Regions from separate parts of the Mus musculus genome. Here regions 1, 2, 3, 4 and 6 are each linked to region 5. Evidence: chromatin contacts called from public HiChIP or PLAC-seq data. All regions are on one chromosome and are shown on one strand. Each heading gives the region's core, a stretch centred on a gene start, on an enhancer-like site or on the middle of the called end of the contact. The rest is flanking DNA. Distances are from core to core; before and after follow the strand shown.

Region 1 (3,428 bases), core at 735-3,234, 530 kb after region 5:
GAATTTCAGTTGAAGAAATAAGAAGATACAAGTGGGGCACCCTCATCCATCCCTCTCAGCTTCCTGACTGAGGACTCAGTGTCACCAATCACCTCCCTCCATTGCTGCCATGCTTTCCCTGTCACGATGGACTCTGTCCCTCTTGACTGTGAGCCAAAATACACTCCTCATTTCTTAAGGTATTTTGGTCCAATCCTTTATCACAGCAAGAAGAAAGAAAACTAATTCAATCTGGAATCCAAGAGGAATGAATGATCCCTAATACACCTCACAATCAACTTCGTGGTTTCTGGGCTGCCAGTTTTAGCCTAATTGGCTCTTAGTGGGAACTTGGAATAGATCATTTGGCATTGCCCAGGGGAAGGGCTTAGAAAGACACATATTAGTGCTGCGTGCAATGTCTTCCTCTGGAGTAACCTTACACTGCAAAACAAGATCAAACACCACTCACCTCTTCACAAATCTAAATATGGTCATGGCTTCTCTGGGGACTAGTTGACTGGAGTGGAGAAGTTTCTAATCATAAATGACTCACGGGCCTCACAGGCTATGTCTAGTTCACCCTACTCACATACTCAGTACATCATTTCTGTTTTATAGGAAATTCTTATGTATGGATTACTTTTCACACAGACTAGTTTTATTTCCTCAGACTAAACACCAGGGCCTTCAGAATGGAGATTAAGTATCACTAATGCAATGTTCCAAATAATGAAGTTTCAAGTCAGATTAAATGACTGGAATTGGCTCTCTAATGCTTAGAACTCGCAGGGAGCTAGGAAACAAGAGAGGCAAGGTAACAGTAAGGACATGCACCCAGGCTTCCAGCTTTGGTACAGAATGAGTCGCAACACTCGTCTGACTGCCTGGCAAGCCTTAGGCAAAGATGTACAAGCTTAAGCTAATAGAACCTTTAACTTCGCTGCCTCAATTTACTCCATTTCAATTTACTGAAACAAATATGATCCAAGTCGAGAAGCACCACAACCAGGACTTCCAGCTCTGACCAAGACACAAAAACCTTCCTCTGAACTCAAGTTGACCTTTTTCTTGAGCCAAAAACACTGAGTGGAAACAAACATTAAAAAACAAAACAAAACAAAACAAAAAACAAACAACCCTGCAGCTTTATGGCTGGAAAGAATCTAAGCTAATCTCACCAATCCTTTTGCTTTACAGATTAGGGAACTGAGGTAAAGACTTCTTATTAGATGAAGTGCCCAGAGTTTTAGTCTAGTAAAGACAGAATCAGTGCTACTTGCCAGGTCTCTGGATTCAAGACTAAAGACTTGAATTAGATCCACAAACTTACACCCCAGCAATACTGCCATGCCAAGGACTCTCCACAATGCCAAACAACACATTTAACAAAATACTGCGTTTCAAATGAAACGGTTTCCTCAGGTCAGAAGAGAATCCCTTTGCCTGTCCCCATCAGTTCTGAAGCACTAGCCGGCTAACACCTATGAATATTTCTTCAGCATGCTCTAGAACACCATCATTTCATCCGGTCCTTCTCTTAATCTGATGAAGTGGGTACCATAGCTACCCACACTTTACTGAAAAGGAATCTCTGATGTCAAAATATAATTGGCCCTTGTTCTTACAGCAAGAGGTCTATGGTAAAAAAAAATACAGATATAGGCCACCTACCTTCCTGACCCAGCACTTAGTCATTATTATGCTGACAAAAGACTAACAAGAATATAATCCAAATTTAACCACAATGAGTAAGACTGAGCTCTGATCTCAATTTACTTTGTCCTCTGGGCTACTCAACATCTAAAATTCCAGTTCTCTAACCTATATCTGTCACCATAGGAGAAGATTCTACAGTCTCCTCCACTAGCTATCCTCTAAAGCCACCAAGCCAAGATTCTGCTGAGGCTGGGAAATCCTAGCATGTTGAAACCTCGGTCACCATGTGCTTCTCTGTGGCACCTGCTTGGGATCCAGGGCACATCAAGTCTCTAGAATGAAATTAGCATTTGCTCTCCTCCCACGCTCTGTTCTGCTAAATTATGCAAATGAGGGCTTTAGGACGTGTGAACAATCCTAAATGTTCTCTTAGGAAAGGGGAGGGAGGAACACAAACCACAAATCAGGCCTGTGTAGGCCTCAGGATTAAACATACAAAGGAAATGGTATATGTGTATTCCTTGGTTTAAAGCATGTTGGTTTATTTTTGTCTGTTATGGGTAGGATTATAAAAATGCTGTGTGTGTCTAATGGTACTAGGAGCCCCTTTTGTATCCAGTAATATAACAGCCCTTCTGAGGATCTCTGGTTCTGCCTTATGTCTCAGAAAAAGCAAGACCCCCTGTGGCCAGGAAATTAGTCTATATTTTCCAATAATCTCCCGTGTGTATTAACATGTTTGTATATTAACACATACCTGTGTGTTAAAATGCATGTGTTAATATACATCAACTCTCTATGATCCGAGATCTGTTAGTCTCTAATTAAAAGATGATGTTTCTACTGCTGAGATCAACTTCTTTCGAGAACAGGGGAAGAAAGGCTCTAGAAGGAGGGATACAAAAGGGGACCCAGGGAGTGCTTTGGTAATGATTCTGTGTTGTCTGTGATGTTCTCCAGTGTAGGCTGAAGAACTTGGGATAAGCAGAAGCAGATAGAGTGATAGAGCAAGAGGAAAAATGGGTGTGCAGTCTAAGTGGCATGGTTCTTCCCATAACCAGCCCCATAGAGCCTCATGCCAGCCCTGTGAGGAAGGTCCTTTAAGGGCTGCCTGGAATGATCTTGCAGGATGTGCCAGCTGAGGGAGCCAACAAGAGAGTCAAATCAAACCCACATTCAGTTTGCCAAGCTACAGTCGCACAGGCCAAAAGTATTGAGTTTCCAGCTCATACAAAAGTGTTATGTGAGCTGAAGTCTGCATATCATTGTCTCATTTACTGACAGAAAACTAAGACTGTAGATAGTGAGCCATTGGCCCAGGGTCACTGCAGTGCATTTTTTAGCAACAAATGAAAATCTATCTGCTCCCCATTTTGTTCCTTCTGCAAGATCGTCTTCATGTTTGATGAAATGGGAGAAAAAGACCATCAAGGAAACTCAAATCCAATGCATTGAACATCACCGGAAGTGCCTAGTGAAGTGTCTCTGAAATAAACAGAAAGTTCTGGAACAACACTAATTACAAGAAAGCACAATGACAGGCAGACACATACATTCCCCTTTATAGTCATAGAGTAACATTAATCAGCCATGTAACAGTGAAAGATCTTGTCTTCAGCAAAGACTGGAAAAAGAGCTTGTGACTGACAGCCCTAACAGTCAGGTGAAGAACTGAAAATCAAGCAGCACACAGTGGAGTCAAATGAGTTGTTTATGTTAAAGAGGAACGGGGAAACTCCACAGAGACACCCTGGGACTTGAACTTGGCCTTTAGAGTTTTAAATATATGT
Region 2 (3,500 bases), core at 676-3,175, 560 kb after region 5:
ATCATTGCTCATGCAGATTGGTCAATTCATAAGTAGAAAATAATTAGATTAGAAGGCCTGTTTAGGTTAGAGAAGGAAGAGAGTCTATTTCCCTGTAACTCTAATAGAGCCTTTTTCTATAAATTATAAACATGAGAGAGAGAGAGAGAGAATAGTCATTAACATTAAGCAGGTCCCTGCAGGTTCTCAATAAAAAGATATTCTGTAGAGATCCACCCAGCTGTTCTGACTTCACACTTCTCAAGTGCAGTGCTTCAGATGAAACACGTAAACATGGGTGGAACAAAGCAAGGGGCAGGCAGAAGGAACCCGCTACCTGGCAGAGGCTGCATACAGCAATGCAGCTGTCCAATCTGACACTCCCTAATAAAAACCACCTCCAAGGCCAGGCTCAGTCAAGTTCCCCACCCAGTGTTGACCAACCATACCTTCTGGGGTTGGAGACTGGTGAAAGGGCCTTGGTTGTAGACCTGCAGGCATGGGTAGGGCTCAGCACTGCCCCCAAGGTGTTCATAGACTCTAGGGTTTGTGGGGAAAGAGACTTCCTTCTCCCCCATCAACTCTCCCCCTCCCCGCCGTTTTGGTTTTTTTGAGACATGGTTTCTCTGTGTAGCCCTGACTGTCCTGGAACTAACTCGGTAAACCAGGCTGGCCTCAGACTCAGAGATCTGCCTGCTTCTGCCTCTTGGGTGATAAGATTAAAGGTGGGAGCCACTACCTTTAAGAGACTTTTTAAAGGGTCCATTTGCTGTCTGAACTCTGAAGTAGCCTCAGAGGTAGGGTGAGGGGGTAGCAGCCATGTGATCTTACATGGCCACTCTTGGAGTCATTTTGACCTCCCTGTACTTATTAGTACTGGCTTTGAAAGAGATAATGCAAAATCCATTCCATGGAGCCCTCCTCTGAGTGAGGAGGGGAACAATGTCCCCAGGCTTTCAGAAATCAGGCTGCACAGTTACCATGGTAACCCTATTATAGTCCGGCAAGTACTCTCTGATGAAAACCTGGAAGCCAAATGGCAAATATGGCTAAGCATTACTGAAAGCCCTGCCGTTTATCATGTGGACCGTGTCATTTAACAATTGCTGAAATAACTCCAGAAGGCCTGACGTCACGAGAGGCTCAGAGGGGCATCCTTCGCCTTCTTGTTTATAGCAGCTGTGGGACATCATACATGCTGGTTTTCATACAAAGACCCACCCCAATCAAACCTTGCTCTTCCCAGTGAACAGGGTTTAAGCTTTGAACAGGTATTTATCAACCGTATTTGTCATTATACGGTCTTGAGGATACAGAGGTGAGCAAAGCAGAAAGTCCCAGTCTGCATGGAACAAGTATTCATTGGGAGTGGTATTGTGCAGGTATATAAAAATGGAGAGTTATGCCTTCAGGGTGGGTTGATGATCTCTAGAAAGATCCTTATAGGGATTGAGTCTAAGGCTGAGGGGTGACCCAGGGATCCTAGAACTCTGTGCTAACTCATATCAACTGGATCAAAGTAGGACGTGGTGGCTTTAGTATTAGAGTATATACTATTATCAAGCAATTTATACTTAGTATTATTGAATTATACAATACTATAGTATTTAGTATTATCTAGAAGTATAGTATTATATATAATATCGTATATTATAGAAACGGTGTATTTGGGGAAGAGGGAACAAGAGTCTCCGCAGAGGCGCACACACTTGTGGGCCTCTTTCTTCTTATTCTGATGATAACTGCCTCAGAATACAGACATTTCACCCAGGAGACGTGAGGCCTTAGCTCTGTAGGGGGCGGTTCTGATGCTTTGATTGGGAATTCCTGTGTGAATGCTGAAGGTCCTGTTCTTCAATTGGTTCTCGATCGATCAATAGAGATACCAGCAACCAATGGCTGGGCAGAGGAGGCGGAACTTCGAGGTTCCCGCAGGCAGGCTAGGAGATGCAAGATTGGAAAGGGAATTCACCTTGTTTCAGAGGGAGAGAGAGTCATCGGCCACATGAGATGTCCGGTGGAGTAGTCATTGGCTGCTTCCCCAGGCGGGAGATTAGAAACGCAACCAAGCTAAGGGCAGATTTACAGTGTTGAGCAATGAGTGAAGGTAAAAGCACGCTGGCTGCGGGAGCCTTAGAAGAGCCCAGCCGCTAAGCCATAAGGCAGGTTCAAAATGAGCTCTGTGTGTCTTTCATCTGCAGGTCCCTCGGAACCAGGGCAGTGGCTGGTAGCACAGTCTGCCTGGAGCTTAAAGCAGGGTAGTAGAAACTACATGCTACAAGCTCTCACTCCGTTCCTATAAAAAGATAACAAACAGTGGGCAGAATCACCAACATAACTTACGTGGAGACCGTCTTTTCCCACAGCTTTTACTGTTTGGGGAACTTTATTTTTCATTATTTCATCAAGTAAAAAAAAAAAATCCATCCTGAAGCATAACTAGATTTTCATAGTCTAAGGACATGTTCAGTCTTTCTTTGTCCCTTTCTGACCCTAGCTTTGCTTGGACAGTAACTGAGCTGCCATGAGAGAATCTAGCAATCAGTGCTGAAAATTATCTAAACACATGAGGGCCCATCCTCATTGCTAACCTAACTAAATATAGAATCACCTAGGAGACGTCTCTCTGAGTGTGTCTGTGAAGGATCTTCCAAAGAGGTTTAACTGGGAAGGGAAGATATGGGTAGCAGCGACCCATGGGCCACCCAAATGCATGGGGGCAGGGGGACACTGCCTTCCTCTCTCTGCTTCTTGACTGTGAGTACAACATAATGAGCTGCTGCACACTCGCATCACCATCATTTCTCATCATAATGGACCACACACCCTCTTAAATCATGAGCCAAAGCAAATCTTTCTTCTTTTAAGTTGCTTTCTCAGCTGTTCTGTCTTCTGTCATAGCAACAAGAAAAATACCGGATGCATCTCTCCTACCTTTACTACAGACCGATCTCCCAATTCACAGAAAATTAATACCAAGACCCTCCGTTCTCTTATGAGCACCATGTACAAGTACCCTATGTAAAATCACCTAATATTTGCATATGAGCTATTCTCATCCTTTTGTATGTTTTAAATACTAAGTTAATATCTAACCCAATGCAAATGTCATGTAAAAATTGATACATTGCCTGCATAGGAAACAATGACAAGGAAGGGGGTCTTAATGTGTTCTGCCCGGACATGATTCTAAAAATATTTCCCATCTACTTCATTCAAAACCCATGAACATGGAAAGAAAGCTATGGTTACCCTTCCACCTCTTGATCCTCACGGTTGTAACAAAAATGCTTCCCCAAGGAGCCCTACTCACTGTTGGTGGGTCTGTAAACTGGTACAGCCTCTGGAGATATCAGTAATGGAGTTTCTCAAAACCCTAAAGATATAATTACCATATGAACCAGCAAAGCCACCCCTGGACATACCCCTAAAGGACTATATAACCTGCCGCAGAAATATGTGTACAGCCCCATGTAGTACTGCACTGTTAATAACAGCCTAGTAATGGAAACAGCCCCCAT
Region 3 (3,383 bases), core at 397-2,896, 780 kb after region 5:
TAGTGCAGCTACATGAAAAGCAGCTCCGTTATGGTAGGCTGCTTCAAATGCTCTGTCTTTCAGCTCTATCACTGGTAGTATCTATTTGCTAAAGGCAAAACATAACATTAGAAATGAGGTGTTTGGGCCTTGTTTAAGATTTAGAGGATCCAGCCCCCTCTCCCACGACACCCCCTAACCAGGCCCACATGCAATGCAGCAAAACACTCATACAACAAAAACAATTCTATTAGAAACATATTCTGAATTAATAACATTTGAAACAACTTATGTTTCAAAAAGGATTCTTTTACATATGTAAATTTTAAACAACAACAACAACAACAAAAGGTCCTGAAGAGCCTCCCTTTTTCTTTCTTTCCATCAACTGCCTACCAAACTTAAGCACTGAATCTCAGCTTCTGTCATCTCTTTCCTGCTTACTGGCCTCCTCTCCAGCATTCCAGCCCTCCATCTTCTACAACACCTCCAAGAAACCTTCCAGACACAACCACGATGCATGTAGATATTGAGTAAAACTACACCTGATGACTACTATATAAAATTCAAACTTCTTAGCAAGACAGAGAACTCTCCAATGACGAGGGAGGCAACACTCTGCCAGGGCGCCCCCCCCCCAAACTTTGTCAGGATACAGTTATAGGCATCCCCAAACACCTCAGATCTCAGTCTGAGTGCTGGCTTTACCCGGCCATCCAGTCTCCAGACTTGATCAAGATTCTGCCCAGGTGCACTGACCCTCGCGCGAACACACTAACGCGCACACACACCTGTATACATCTTCATCCTAACCAACCACACAATAATATAACGGTCTCTCGTGAAACTATGAATTCCTTGGGCCTTTCTCTTTCATCTGTCCTATCTCAAGTGCTTATCACAGCACCTGATTTGCTAAAAGAAGGAAAGAAAAAAAAAAAAAAACCTGAAATCTTCATCCTAAACAGTCACACAGTAACGTCACACGGTCTCACGTCCTCTGAAGTCTGTGGTACTCAATGGTTCATGTTCAGAACCTCAAGAGCACACCACAGAACCAAAGAAGCTCAAAACTAAACATAAATACCATTTCCGTCATTGCCCGCAAGGGAACAGGTCATCGCGCCCAGAAAGGTTGCGCAGGCTTAGGTAGGAAAAAAAGGAGCGGCGAGGTTTAGGTGAAGTCCACCAAAACAGCCGCGCTCAGTTCAACCCTGAGAAGCTACAGTTCCAGCAAGCAGAGGTCGCCGCGAGCAGGGAACAGGACCATTTACTGAAGTTGTCAATCAACGGTCGGTCAGAGGGACCGAGCCTGCGGCCCCAAGTACCGCGTGAGGCTGCACCGAGACCGTCAGACCCCCAGCCCGGACACCAACCGGACCTGGCCCGGCTCGGCTCGGCTCGGCTCGGCTCGGCCCGGCCCCGCCCCACAGCCTCACTTTTCCACATCCGCAGACTTCATGATGTGGGTCTTGGACGCCGTCAGCTTCCAAGGCCCGAAGGAGAAGTCCTGGTGGCTGCTCTGAAAGCCGTGGATCATCATGGCAGAAGCGGAGCCGCAGGGTTACTCGGAGCAAGCGCCTGCGGCAGCGGTCGCACGATGGCCCTCTCTGCAGCGCGGCTCCTGGGCGCGTCCGTTACCATCTCGGCCCCGCCCCCTGCCGCCGCGCCGTAGGCCCGCCCTTCCGCCGTCTCTTCCGCCCCTCCTGGTTTTACTTCCGGGACCACTAGCTCAGGGTGACACACGTCTTACGTGGAGACGCTGAGGGGCGGGACTTGAGCGCGGGGGTGTCGCTCTGGCGCGCCGCCCTGAAGTCTCCGGGTGACGTCACCCCAGAGTGAATGTGGGAATTTGTCTTTCTGGATCCAGAGCCCCGTGCTTCACTGCCTTACCTCCTCCTTACAGACCGCTCCAAGCAGTGTCATCACCTCTTGTGCTTATGAGTCGTGGTGAAGAGGACATGCCCAATGTCCCTATCGCTCAGGAAGCCCAGCACCAACAGCGACTTTGGAGCCAATGACAAATAGTAGCTCCTCCACCTTGAATCCCAGTGGAAGAGCCCCACTTTCTTACCGTGCAAACCGCCGACGCCCTGTGTTTGATTCTTTGTACCACGAAAGAAACGTCAAATTATCCTTATGATATTTTAAGACTTTTCTACCCGCACACAGGTGTAGTGGAAACGACGCTGAAAGCCCGGTGCTCCGTCCATGCTTGCAGTGCAACTGTGTGTATCTTTGGGTAAAACACAACTGATTCTTTTCGGCCCCAGCTGCCTCAAAATGAGATGGTTTAATGTTTGAGCATCTCAAAACTGTTCACCATCTCAATTCCAACACCCCCTCTCTTATTCACTCAGTGTTTGTTTCATCGACGCTGGAACCGCTAAGCAGCGTTGTTGCATGATTTCTGCTTCAATTCCTACCTTGTCTACCAGAAGGTGTTAAGCCAAGTAAACCTTTTCCTCCTCAGGTATTTTCTGTTTGTGTGTCTGTCCCAGGAACCCATCATCAATTTCCCCTGCCCAAGGTGTCTGGATTAATTCATTCCGTTGGCATCCTATCCTTGGTTCCTACATAGTTACTCTATTTCCATTGCCTACGGAAAGTAGGGCGTCTCAGCTTCCGCAGAGGATAAAGATGTTCATCCCGAATAGTGGAGGATTGTCTACCATCACTGACCTCCAGAGGTTGGCCCCTGACGCACTTCCCAAGGAGGCTGGGGTCCTTTCACTGACGTTACATTGTAAACCTCACATCATCTAGATCTGCTAGAAGACCTAATAAGGAGGTAAATGAGCAAATTACATGCAACGAAATCCATCCTCTTTTCTTTCTGAAAGAGTTCCATACAGCCAGCCTAGGCTAGCCTTCAATTCACTATTGTAGCTAAGGAGGACCTTGAATTCCTGATTGTTCTGCTTCTTCCCAAGTGCCGTGTGTGTGTGTGTGTGTGTGTGTGTGTGTGTGTGTTTTTCACCAAGCCTCCAACATTCTTACTATATGAAGTCTTCCTTTGAATTTTTCTGCATTAGGCCAAGAAAAAAATGTATAGAATCTCTGTGATTTTTGAAAACAGCCTAGTCTACATAGCAAATTCCAGGCCTATGTATTCCTTGTTTCAATAAACAAACAAATGTGCCTCTTGTTCTTTCAGCATAGGTCATGGCTGAGGCTGAGTTTAGTTTCAATCATTCTACCTAACAGCGACAACAACAGGTCTGCTACTCAAACTACCACACTGAAGGAGAGTCTCTCCTAACTACAATGTATCAAGTCATGTTCAATTGACTCTAAAATCACATTCCTCCATCTTTGAACCTACCATGTTGTATTTTATTTCCATACTTGTTATCTGGAAGTGTACCTGTGAAAACTGGCAAAATAATGTGATTCTTTTCTGG
Region 4 (3,203 bases), core at 5-2,504, 740 kb after region 5:
TGGGAGCCACAGCTGAGATTCCTCCACACTGCCCTAACTGCCTGCTTACCGCTTCCACTAATGCTTCTGAAAAGTACCTTAATTTGTTAATTTGTTCTGTTACTCTAAGAACTTATCAAACTGTTATCATGTTGGAACACTGAGTTTGCAGAAACCTGAATCTGTCCTGGGGCCATGGTCACTCGTATTTGGCTTCAAAATAATTTATTCTCTTTGAGATGCAGTTGTGTTTTGTTTTGTTTTTTTGCAAAGACAAAACTCAGAACAAAATCAACCACAGAAGTGAGCGCAGAATGTTGGGGAAACCACAAGAAAGTCAAGTAAACACTAAAGAGGAACTCCAATTTCCAAGGAAAAGGGGCTATTGCATCTCGTTCAACACCCTTCTTTCTCAGAAGGGGAAACCGGGGCTAAGGATACATCAAGTAAAACGTAATTCTGTCTTCAATCAAGAAAGGAAATGTAAACAAACTTCCAAAGCACCCAAAATATGACATTCTGAGTGGCTCTGGAGCACAGGACTTTTGTGGTCAAGTTTCAGAGCCATCAAAGCCCTACTAACAAAACAAACACACTGGCAGTCTCCGAGCGTGGTGAGAATCTATAGTTTAGAAAGTAGCCCTGGAGATTCGGAGACCTGGTAAGTCCCTGTTATCAGGCGTTCACGGAGTTTTACAATTACAAAGCAGAACGCATAAGGTCTGGCTCTCACACCCCACAACCTAAACTAGTCCGCGATCCGGCGGTGGATCCTTCCACGAAGGCCGCCGGCCTCGCCCAACTCCAAAGGGCTCTCTCTCCCTGGCCGGTCCGGCTGGGATGGGGCTCGGGGCCCGGATTCCAGGAGGCCCCGGGATCCACACTCCCACTCCACAGATTTCTGAGGTCTTGCTTCAGAGCCTCAAGCCCTTCGGAGGGAAGGTTGGAGAGGGTTCGGGAGCCACGCCTTCCACAAAGCTCGCGCTGCCACCTGTGGCTGTGTCCCGGCAGAGCTCGGCGCGGCGGGCCGGAGGACAGCAGGGCAGCTGTCCAAGAAATGCCAACTCCCCCGGTGCACGCACCTCGGACAGACCGCTGCGGTCCTCGGTGTCCTGGCCGCTCAGAACTTTCTTCAGCTTGTCCATGTCAGGGTCCCGACCGCCGCCTTTGGCGTTCGCTCCGCCTACCACTCTTCGGGGTGCGCAGCCGCCGCCCCTCCGCCCGCTGCCAACCACGGCGCGCCCCGCCCAGGCACCTGCCCACCTGCCCGCCCGGCATGCCCCGCGCCAGCCACGCCCCCTGAACGAGCTCCTTGGGGTCACCCGGGGCGGGGCCGAGAGAGTCGGGGTGAAGTCGGCCAGGCGATACCTAACCCGGAAGCTGGCTGCGCGCCCGGGCTTCACGGATTCGTTCCAGCGCCCAGCACCACCATGTGCCAGGGCCTGGAACAACGCAGGCCTTTCGCAAACTTACCCATGGATGCTGAAGTTAATCCGCTGGTGGTTGTACACCGCAGATCTATAAAAATATATATTTCCCACGTTAAGTAGAACAAATCAGTGTGCAACAGGCTGGAGCAGTACAACCCTGTGTATTCTTAAAAGCAGCAATTCCTACGTCATCCCTAGGGGAAATGGCTCGGGAGATATGACTTGGGCAACACCTGAACAGATGGCAAGTGGTGAGAAGAATCAATATTTTCGTGTTTGGTAAATGCTTTACTTCAATCAGTCTGCAGCACTACTGAGGCTATGAAGCAGAATCCATATGAAGTCATGGGCTCTTCCAGACAGGACAGAAATTTGCTCACCTTGCACACTGGTGGCCAGAGATATCTGGAACACCTATGTTAAGATTAAACTAGTTCAGAAAAGGCACTGAGACCAAGGTGTAGCTCAGTGAGAGAATGCTTGCCTAGCATATGCAAGGCTTTGGGTTCAGTTTCCACCACTGTCCCTGCTTCCCAAAAAAGGGAAAGGAGACCACAGAGGAACTTCAGAAACACCCCCTAGGTCACTTTACCTCCCACATATTTTCATGTGAGGTCTCCAGCGTCCTTCTTCACTTGTATAAAAACATAAAAACATAAGACCAGCTGCTGCTGCCTCTGCAGGGACTCCTCTTACCTGCCACATTTTCCAGTGAGTCCTTACACCTCTCTGTAAGACGTCAAACATCAGAGCACAGTGCAAAGGCTGTGTCCTGAAAGATCCACTCTAGCTCTGTCATTTGCCACTTAGGAGGCCTTGAGCTAGAAGCTCCTTAGCCTTTCTGGTCCCCAGCTGATTTCCTCTGTAGAGTGAGCACAATGGCTTCCAAACGTGACTGTGGAAAGCAAGCATGACTGTATAGACAGGTCTGGAGCAGAGGGGAATTTAAATAGCATTTAGTAGAAGCTGTCCTTGTTCTCTCCTAGCCTGATGGCTTTTCCAGCCACCTGTGGTGAGGTGATAGAACTGGCCCCCACAGGCTCATGTGTAAACACTTGGCCCATAGGGAATGGTACTACTAGGAGGTGTGGTCTTGTTGGAGTAGTTGTGGCCTTGTTAGAGGAAGTGTGTCACTGTGGGGGAAGGTCTCCTATGCTTTGACGGCTCCTATGCTCAAGCTCTGCCTACTGTGGTACATAGTCTCCTGCTGTCTTTAGATCAAGATGTAGAACTCTCGGGTTGGAGAGATGACTCAGTGGTTAAGAGACACTCAGATCAGTAGTGTTCATAACAGAGCACACAAAGGTTGAGGGATATTGGATCATGTGACATTGTTCTTAAATGTCTCTACATGGAGGTTTAGGCAGAACTCACAAGATTCATGATACTGATGCTAAAGCACAGAACACCAGCATCTCTGGATTACAAAAAGCACCTCTGTCAAAATTGCAGTTCCAAAAGGCATAAACTTTCAACTCCATTATTATTATTATTATTATTACTATTATTATTTAGCAATTTAATTTATTAGCATGTGTTAAATATTAGCTATACTTCTTACCTTTATCTTCCATATGAATATGAATGAATGTTAGGAATTTTTAAAAATATTTTTATTAGGTATTTTCCTCATTTACATTTCCAATGCTATCCCAAAAGTCCCCCATACCCTCCCCCCCCCCACTCCCCTACCCACCCACTCCCACTTTTTGGCCCTGGCGTTCCCCTGTACTGGGACATATAAAGTTTGCAAGTCCAATGGGCCTCTCTTTCCATTGATGGCCATCTAGGCCA
Region 5 (3,541 bases), core at 596-3,095:
ATGGAATATAAGGCGAAATAAAAAGCCATCCATTTAAGACTCCATTTTCCCATGGCTCAGGGATGCCTATGCTCCCTGGTAATACCGTGGAATGAATGAGGCGTCACCTTCATAACCTTGAAGAATGATGCATTATTAACCCTTTATTTTTGAGAGGCTCCCTAACTGCATTTTTTTTTTCTTTAGGAGGAAAAAAAATCATACATCCCAGCTTCTTCCTTTTCAAAATGTCAGCCAAGCGCTCTTTTCCCTGACTCATTCTCCAGTCTATTTCCATAGACCCTCCCCACACAGGAACGCAGCATCGCATCGTTAGTTTTCAGGGTTCCCTTAGTTCCTGCAATGCTGCTGCTATAGGGGTGGGAGGGGGAAGGAGGCGAGAGAGAAGGTAGAGGAGCTGGTGGTGATGGTGATACTGGAGAAGGAGGGGGGCAGTGATGCAGCAGAGGGGAGTTCCCTCCCTCCCTTCCGCAGTCACGACTCATGGATTTGTCTACAACTATGCCCTTCAAAATGACCTTAAAAAAAAAAACCTAGTACCTTTCCAGTGTAAGGAGGTAAAAAACAAACACGGTATGTAATTTTCAATGGGGTATGAGGGGGAGTCCAGCCAAGGAAGCAACAGGCTGCATGAAATGCTCTAATATAACCTGTTTCTTCGTTTGTATCATGAAGAGCTTAAAAACACCATGTCTAGCCAAGGCTTAAAAAACGAGCCATGAATGGAGCTCACTGGGCCATTTCTGGGCTGTGATGACTGCAATGTGTGAGGACTGCAGTGTGGATGCATTTCTTCTCCCCGTTCCTATCCATTCTAGATACATTTCTAGACTGGAAGAATGATGCTATCTATCGCAGCATCGTCTGCATTAGAACAGGTACGCTCGTGAGTTCTGCTCACGGCCCCAAATCTCGTTTTTCTAAGGTCTTGGGAGATGGAAAGGGAGGGTACATACATAGGCTCCTGGAACCTGACCGAATTTCCCAGGAGGAAAGGCTTAGGAAACGAAGATCCCTACCATACCCAAAACCCTAGCTCCAGCTCCCCACCCGAGGCGCATCCTGGGGACCCCCCACATTTGTCACTGGATGCCAAGCCCAGGGCCGCACGCTCCTAGCAGCTCCTACCACCCACTCCCTAACACCCTGGTCAGCCCCGCGGGCGCCGAACTGTCCGCAGTGCTCGCGTACAGACGCGCCTCCTAAGAAAAGCCAAGGCGCCGACGGCAGAGCCGCGGAGCGCGTACTTACACCAACTACCACCGGTCCTGCCCAAAAACTCCTTCTTCTCCGAGTTCCAGATGAATTTCTTCCAGCTGCCTTCCTCCTTGGCTTTTCCGCGGGCCATGGTGTCTGCTCAGCAGTGGCGGCCGAGGCCGAGGGAGGGCGAGTGCGGCGCGCGCCCTGGGCGTCCTCGCGGCGGCTGCTCGGTGTCCCCGCGGCCCGGCTCTGTCTCCGAAAGCGAGACGCGCCGCTGCCGCTGCGGCTCTCCGAGTGCGAGGCGCGCCGCGGAGCAGCCTAGGCAGAGCGGGAGGAGGGGGAGGTGCGGCGGGGGCGGAGGGAGGAGGGACGAGGGAGGAGGGCGCGCGCGGGCTGGGCGGCTCCGAGCCCCGCACCTAGAGGTGGGCGCGCGGCCGCTCTCGGGCTTTCCCCGCACTCCGATCGCCTTCCGGGGGGCTCAGCGAACCCCGCAGCTGCTGCTTCAAGCTGTAGCTGCACCACTCTGCTTGCTGTGACCTCTGGCGAGATGGACCAGGGACAAGGAGGGAAAGTCACCGGGAAGGGCGAGCGGAGTGGAGCGCGGGCTCGGCACACGGGCGCGCAGGCCAGGAGCCGAGAAATTGGCTGAGGGCGCACGCCCTACCTTTACTATATACCGCGCCTCCACCATCCGTAGCTCCGCCTACCGGCGGCACGGCAAGCCAATCGCCAGCGCCGAGAAGGCGGGGCCTGAGCCCCCGAAGGGGCGGGCGCGGGGCCCCGCACAAAGGAGCCGGCAAAGCTAAAGGGGCTGGCACCGCAGCAGGGGTGCGGAGAGGGACTGGGGGCGGGTGAGTACTGCTCCCGCAGCTCTGCTGGCCCTCTCTCTGCCCCGAGCTGTGCCTGGACAATCCTCCTCGTCCTCCCGGCCCCCGCTCGCCAATGCTGTGGCCTGCACCTGCATCGCTCTCTGGGAACCTCGGAGACCTCAACTCCTTCGTACTGGTCTTACCCCTTCGTACTGGTCGGGGTTTACTGCAGGTCCACCTCCCCTAGGCCATGGCCAGGTGGGGGAAGGTCACTCCAGGACGCTAGTGACTCTGCCCAGCTCTGCTCCGCCTCTCTGCTTATGCACCTGCCGCCCCCTCGCACTCTCTGCCACTGCGGTTGCAGTTCCGGCCCGTCCCTCTTCTGCAGGCCAGCCCAGCGGGCAGCCTCGGTTCCTGACTCCTGGTCTGTGCTTGTGGGCGGCCTGAACCACCTCAATCCGGACAATTGCCAAACCCACCCTGGGCTGTAGCTGGGAACCGGTTGTGGCTCCTGCCAGTCTAGACCCCGGGGAACAATTTATGCACGTGACCCAGCCACCTAAGACTCTCCTGGCCCAGGTCTGTGGCTGGTATTCCCATTGGCTTACTGTTCTGTCTCACTGGGGGCACCCCTACCCTATACTGTAGAATTCTTGGAATGACAGAGCACTTGGGAAGACCCAGCTCACATGTCAAGATGTCGCAGAGCACTGTGTTGGACATGACCATTCTTTCCATCCTTGTTGGCTGAAAATCCGCCCTTATTTTCATCCACCGAGCCCCTGAACAGCTTTCCACACAGCTCTTATGGTGATGACACAGCAGAAAACATGGCGAGGCTTCTGCAGTGGCTGCAGAAAAGCCTGTCCCTGGAGCGACCTGGCCGGTCGCGCAAAGAGCTAGCTTCTTATCAAAGACCTTCCCAACACAGAGATGGGTTCCCAAGACACCCTGCCATTTTCAAGGTCAATCTTGCAGGCCCAAGGACAAAACCGAAGGGATGCAAAAATGAGCTTTTTCTCATTAATCCCACTTGCAAGACTGAAGAAAACCTTAAAATACCCAAAATTCAGGGGAGACATAGCAACTGAGTCTCATGGAGTCCACAGGGGCTGCCGACCCACTGTGTCAAGGACAACTGTGAGAGCAGCTTGTTGAGAAAGAAGTCACTCTGCTTTGCCCCTGCAGCGTTTATTTTGGAAAAAACCCAAGTTTGTGGTTGGTAAGCTATTAGAAGAGACTGTACCTGTAGATTTGATGCCACTGTCTCTAGGCAGAACTTACATTGTGGAGGGGATTCCGCAGACCAGACCACTGGGAGGTGTGTGTGTGTGTGTGTGTGTGTGTGTGTGTGTGTGTGTGTGTACCTCATATATATATGAGGGAGGAAACCCCGTGGGCAGAATCAGGAAAAAAAAAACCATAAGGAATAAGTAGGGTGTAAGTAGCTTCAAAAGGGATGAGACTTGGCTGGAGTTTGATGGTTTCTGCCTATAATCCCAGACTGGAGATAGGCAGGAGGATTACACATC
Region 6 (3,486 bases), core at 729-3,228, 630 kb after region 5:
AAGAGTCATCTTTATCATAGTTCATGAAATTATTATTAAGGAAATTACTCTAATGTTCTTCTTGATGCATTCCACTACAGAAAACAGCCCCAGTGAGCCAGCACTGAGCAGCCCCCATGGGCTTCAGAAATGACAGCAAAGTCTTACAAGTTCTCCATCACTCTCAATAAGCCCACAGCTCAACAAGGACCACATCACGAGAAGTAATCACATTAGTAACAACAAACAGACAAGAAAAGCAGGCTGGAATTACCACCTGAAACTTACAAATCATAGGTGTTGGCAGATGGCAGGCCTGTGACAGAAGATGGAGCCACATACTGAACTTTCACCTGGCTCCCATAGTCACAGCTATGGGAATTTCAAACCCTGTCTCTTACAGTGTGTGTGTGTGTGTGTGTGTGTGTGTGTGTGTGTGTTCATATGCATGAGTTCTTGTGTATGTGCATATGGAGACCAGAGGTGGGGACATCAGGCTCTTTCTCAATCACTCTGCACTTGGTGTTTTGAGACAGTCATTCACTGAACCTGAAACATGGCCATTTAGCTAGCCTAGTTAGCCAGAGAGTCCCAGAGATTCTGTCTCCCTAACACTGGGGTCACAGGCACACTGCAGGCTCCAGCTTTTACATGGATGCTGGGATCAGAACTCAGGTCTTATCCTTGCATAGCAAGTGCTTTACCAACTGAGCCATCTCCTCAGCCACTGCTAAATGAGTTTTAAAGGGCATCAGTGAACCAAAAAAAGGCACATGCCTGGGGATAGTTTGTTTGGGCTTTGGGTATGGTCTCTTCCAGTTTCCATTGCAAACTGATCTTCCTTCTTGGGGAGACTGTTGGGGTCAAGGGTGCACACCTACTATACTGCTAAGAGGACAGATGAAAGGCAAGCCCTTCACCTCTCCTGGAACATGGGGTCAGGGAGACAGACTCTGTAACTGTTTTAGTTCAAAGACCTAGGCATTTCAAAGCACTGGACTCTGAGATAGTCTTTTTGGAGCCTTCTAAAGGGGTCAGATCCAGGCCTGCTGTATGCCCATGAGAAGGCCGTGCACTCCTGAGAGCCCGCACAGGGTCACATTAGGATCAAGGGAAAACCCTCTGTCATTTTCTCTGCCAACGGAAAACACTATTTTTTCCTAATTTGTTTAAAGCCTTAGTGTATGCTAATATCTGCAACAGACCAGGTACATTTTAAGAATTGTTCCAAATGGGGAAAAAAAATAGCTTCCATGAGTTTGAGTACCTATCATGTGCTAAGCACACTGCATGCATCGGGTCAGTATTTCCTTAAAGTTCTGTGGAGCGGACTTCAAATTTTGAAAAGCCCCTCAAGTTCGGACATGGCAGTTAGCTGGGCCAAGATCTCACAGCCAGAAGGATGCGGAGCTTCCTATCCATGTGGTGGGACAGTCTGTGGTGCCAATGCATGCCTCTCATGTATAAAAATCATAAACTCGACCTTTTCTGCATCTAGAGACTAGGGAGTGCACACTCATTTAAGGGGAATAGATGAGAAGCCCTATGATGTGAGGATGAATTTCCGGGGTCTCCACTGCACTGGCTTCTCATGATTTTCAGCTCTGTAATAGTTCCAGAGCAATTGGCTCTAGAGCAGGACTCCAGGATAATACACAACATGGCTCAACAGGAAACTTCCTGAGAAACGGTGGAAATGAAGAACTCTGTTAGAAGATGAACCCACGCTTCCCTTTTTCATTAACTGATTCTATGAAGGAAATCTGGTCCCCTACATGTCCTTCAGGTCCTTCCAGCATCATCCACCCTCCCCCGCCCCCGGCTGTCTTCACCCACACACGCCTAGTACCGGGTAGTAACGCCTTTGATTACCATGCTTTTTATGGGATAGTGAGATTCATTTTTAGCTCTTCCTCATTAAAGGAGAGAGCCTTGAAATCAGCACATACACTCACCGCCCCGGATCAGGTGAAGTTACCAGGGCAACGGCAGCCGCCTCTGACGTCACTGAGGGAGGACACCTCCGCAAGGAAGCTGCTGCCTTCACCAACACAGCCCCCACCCCGCCCCTGCTCAGCTCCTCCCCTGGCTTTCAGGTTTTTTGATTCCCTGAGTTGCTGAGCTCCCTGTGAGCGGTCTTCCCACCCCCACCCTTCTCACCCAAAGGCGGAAGAGAGGGCGCAGTCTTTATTACACTTACCTTGGAGTCCTGGCCACCCTCTGGCCAAAATCATCTGCGACCTCTTAAGAGGGAAGTGAGGAAGGAGTCCTGAATGTCTCTGTGCCCATTTATCTGCGACTTTGCTTTGGGATTCCAAGAAAGAGGAAAGGAAGGGACACTAAGGGATAGCTTATGCTCACCCCCAAAGCACCAATGGGCAAATTTAACCAAAGATAAATGAAATCCTCTTCTCGCCCATTCCCACCTTATGCTTAACATAATGTCTAAACACAGTCTTGCTCCAGTCACATGCCACAAAACAGACACCTCAGTCACCAATGAGCAAAATATAACCGGTGGCTCCTAATGACATTGTAGCCATGTTAACGCCAGTGCTCTTGGTTTTCCACACAACTACAAAGCAACCTAAGAATGTGTTTCTCATAAGAACCTCCCCCCTTGTCCAATGTCGCATGACAAGAACACACACAAGGTATTTATTGGGAAAGACAGAGGGCAGCTGCCTCTGCCTCGGTGAGAAACATCAGGGAACCGAGTGAGAGGCAGGCTTTTTTTTTGGGCGGGGGGGGGGGGGGGGTTGTCCCAGGGACGGGTAGGTTTTCAAACCCGGAAGTGAGTTGGATTTTCTTTTAAAAAAAAAAAAAAAGTAATACTGACGTGGTTCTCTTCTCAGACCCTGTGGAAGACGAGAAAAACAAGAGATTTAGGTTCCAAAAGTAGCTTAATGGGTGTTCCTATCTATCATATGAACCAGTTTTAGAGGAGGCGATCTCTCAGCTAAACCCATTACCTACATTCCATCTCTAGAAAGTAGGAAGAGAACCACAATCTCCCAGAGACCTAAGGACCTAGCCCTAGAAGTCTACAGCACCTACAAATAGCACCACCCCAGGTACCATGCCTTTAATGCGTGGACCTTTAAGGGAAAGGACCCATATTCAAACCACAGTTCCTAGCACCTACCCCCATATGGCTGGTCTCTACAAAAGGACTCAGAACTGAGTGGTTCCTTTACAGACCAGAATGAGGCTATCTCTGTCCTTTCTCCCCCCTTCTCTTTCCTATGATGGCAGAAGTGAAAGCAGGAGTTTTAGGTTCCTGTGTCACTGTGTTGAACGTGGTCCTTCACTGTTTTGTGAACCAAACTAAACATCATTTGTGCTGGGGAGCTGGAATGTCACTTCTCTGTTATAGCAGGGGGCATTAACCCAGACAGCCTTATAGCCAACAAGGATAGGCCAATGAGACTATGTATGCCATTGAGGACTTTGGGTTCTTAAGGACAGCACACCTGGGTCCAAATCTGAACACAAAACTTGCTCAAA

What was found. HiChIP or PLAC-seq counts read pairs in DNA pulled down with a chosen protein or histone mark.
Region 1: a contact with region 5 is called in an H3K27ac HiChIP or PLAC-seq map of SST interneurons, with 3 times the contacts expected there. The contact joins the enhancer-like site here to the promoter of Atp1b1 in region 5. A contact is called at or near these places in 3 of 39 promoter capture datasets (the 3T3-L1 cell line and hippocampal neurons), 2 of 484 Hi-C or Micro-C datasets (the HL-1 cell line and cerebral cortex), 14 of 115 datasets of contacts at active chromatin or transcription factors (the 230-238 cell line, SST interneurons, VIP interneurons and 10 more) and 3 of 9 other capture datasets (adipose tissue, liver and macrophages).
Region 2: an H3K4me3 HiChIP or PLAC-seq map of forebrain shows a contact between it and region 5, with 8 times the contacts expected there. The contact joins the enhancer-like site here to the promoter of Atp1b1 in region 5. A contact is called at or near these places in 4 of 39 promoter capture datasets (cranial neural crest, hippocampal neurons, liver and 1 more), 1 of 15 datasets of contacts at CTCF or cohesin (large pre-B cells), 3 of 484 Hi-C or Micro-C datasets (cerebral cortex, embryonic fibroblasts and large pre-B cells), 12 of 115 datasets of contacts at active chromatin or transcription factors (the 230-238 cell line, VIP interneurons, astrocytes and 8 more) and 2 of 9 other capture datasets (adipose tissue and embryonic stem cells).
Region 3: a FOXA1 HiChIP or PLAC-seq map of pancreatic cancer cells shows a contact between it and region 5. The contact joins the promoter of Tiprl here to the promoter of Atp1b1 in region 5. A contact is called at or near these places in 1 of 39 promoter capture datasets (neural stem cells), 4 of 484 Hi-C or Micro-C datasets (embryonic stem cells and nephron progenitors) and 10 of 115 datasets of contacts at active chromatin or transcription factors (the 230-238 cell line, SST interneurons, astrocytes and 6 more).
Region 4: a contact with region 5 is called in a FOXA1 HiChIP or PLAC-seq map of pancreatic cancer cells. The contact joins the promoter of Sft2d2 here to the promoter of Atp1b1 in region 5. A contact is called at or near these places in 7 of 39 promoter capture datasets (cranial neural crest, frontonasal cranial neural crest, hippocampal neurons and 3 more), 5 of 484 Hi-C or Micro-C datasets (CD4 T cells, Sertoli cells, embryonic stem cells and 1 more), 10 of 115 datasets of contacts at active chromatin or transcription factors (astrocytes, bone marrow-derived macrophages, cardiomyocytes and 6 more) and 1 of 9 other capture datasets (pancreatic islet).
Region 6: a contact with region 5 is called in an H3K4me3 HiChIP or PLAC-seq map of forebrain, with 9 times the contacts expected there. The contact joins the promoter of 4930568G15Rik here to the promoter of Atp1b1 in region 5. A contact is called at or near these places in 8 of 39 promoter capture datasets (the C10 cell line, the SN4741 cell line, cranial neural crest and 5 more), 3 of 484 Hi-C or Micro-C datasets (cerebral cortex and cortical neurons), 12 of 115 datasets of contacts at active chromatin or transcription factors (VIP interneurons, embryonic forebrain, embryonic hindbrain and 8 more) and 3 of 9 other capture datasets (adipose tissue, embryonic stem cells and liver).

Annotation. Positions count from the first base shown.
Region 1 is chr1:164,986,392-164,989,819 of GRCm38.p6, forward strand. No RefSeq gene overlaps it. Among named protein-coding and RNA genes, the nearest start is that of 1700029M03Rik, 27 kb to the left of the region's middle. Within about 2 kb of position 1,985, at least 46 of the 459 cell types and tissues checked have an H3K27ac peak or open chromatin away from gene starts, as enhancers often do. A contact at or near this core is called in SST interneurons, VIP interneurons, embryonic basal ganglia and 4 more, where this site is marked.
Region 2 is chr1:165,017,011-165,020,510 of GRCm38.p6, forward strand. All of the region lies in intron 5 of Gm51669 (a long non-coding RNA gene), which reads right to left. Among named protein-coding and RNA genes, the nearest start is that of Gm51669, 42 kb to the right of the region's middle. Within about 2 kb of position 1,926, at least 107 of the 459 cell types and tissues checked have an H3K27ac peak or open chromatin away from gene starts, as enhancers often do. A contact at or near this core is called in VIP interneurons, cerebral cortex, forebrain and 2 more, where this site is marked.
Region 3 is chr1:165,235,312-165,238,694 of GRCm38.p6, forward strand. Tiprl (TIP41, TOR signalling pathway regulator-like (S. cerevisiae)) reads right to left here and starts at 1,647. Exons shown (of 7, transcript NM_145513.4): 1 at 1,419-1,647. The coding sequence starts at 1,522.
Region 4 is chr1:165,193,179-165,196,381 of GRCm38.p6, forward strand. It overlaps Sft2d2 (SFT2 domain containing 2), which reads right to left and starts at 1,255. Exons shown (of 8, transcript NM_145512.4): 1 at 1,062-1,255. The coding sequence starts at 1,124.
Region 5 is chr1:164,456,510-164,460,050 of GRCm38.p6, forward strand. Atp1b1 (ATPase, Na+/K+ transporting, beta 1 polypeptide) reads right to left here and starts at 1,846. Exons shown (of 6, transcript NM_009721.6): 1 at 1,252-1,846. The coding sequence starts at 1,348. It overlaps Gm32391 (predicted gene, 32391), which reads left to right and starts at 2,014. Exons shown (of 4, transcript NR_168343.1): 1 at 2,014-3,231.
Region 6 is chr1:165,089,952-165,093,437 of GRCm38.p6, forward strand. It overlaps 4930568G15Rik (RIKEN cDNA 4930568G15 gene), which reads right to left and starts at 1,979. Exons shown (of 5, transcript NR_040480.1): 1 at 1,935-1,979.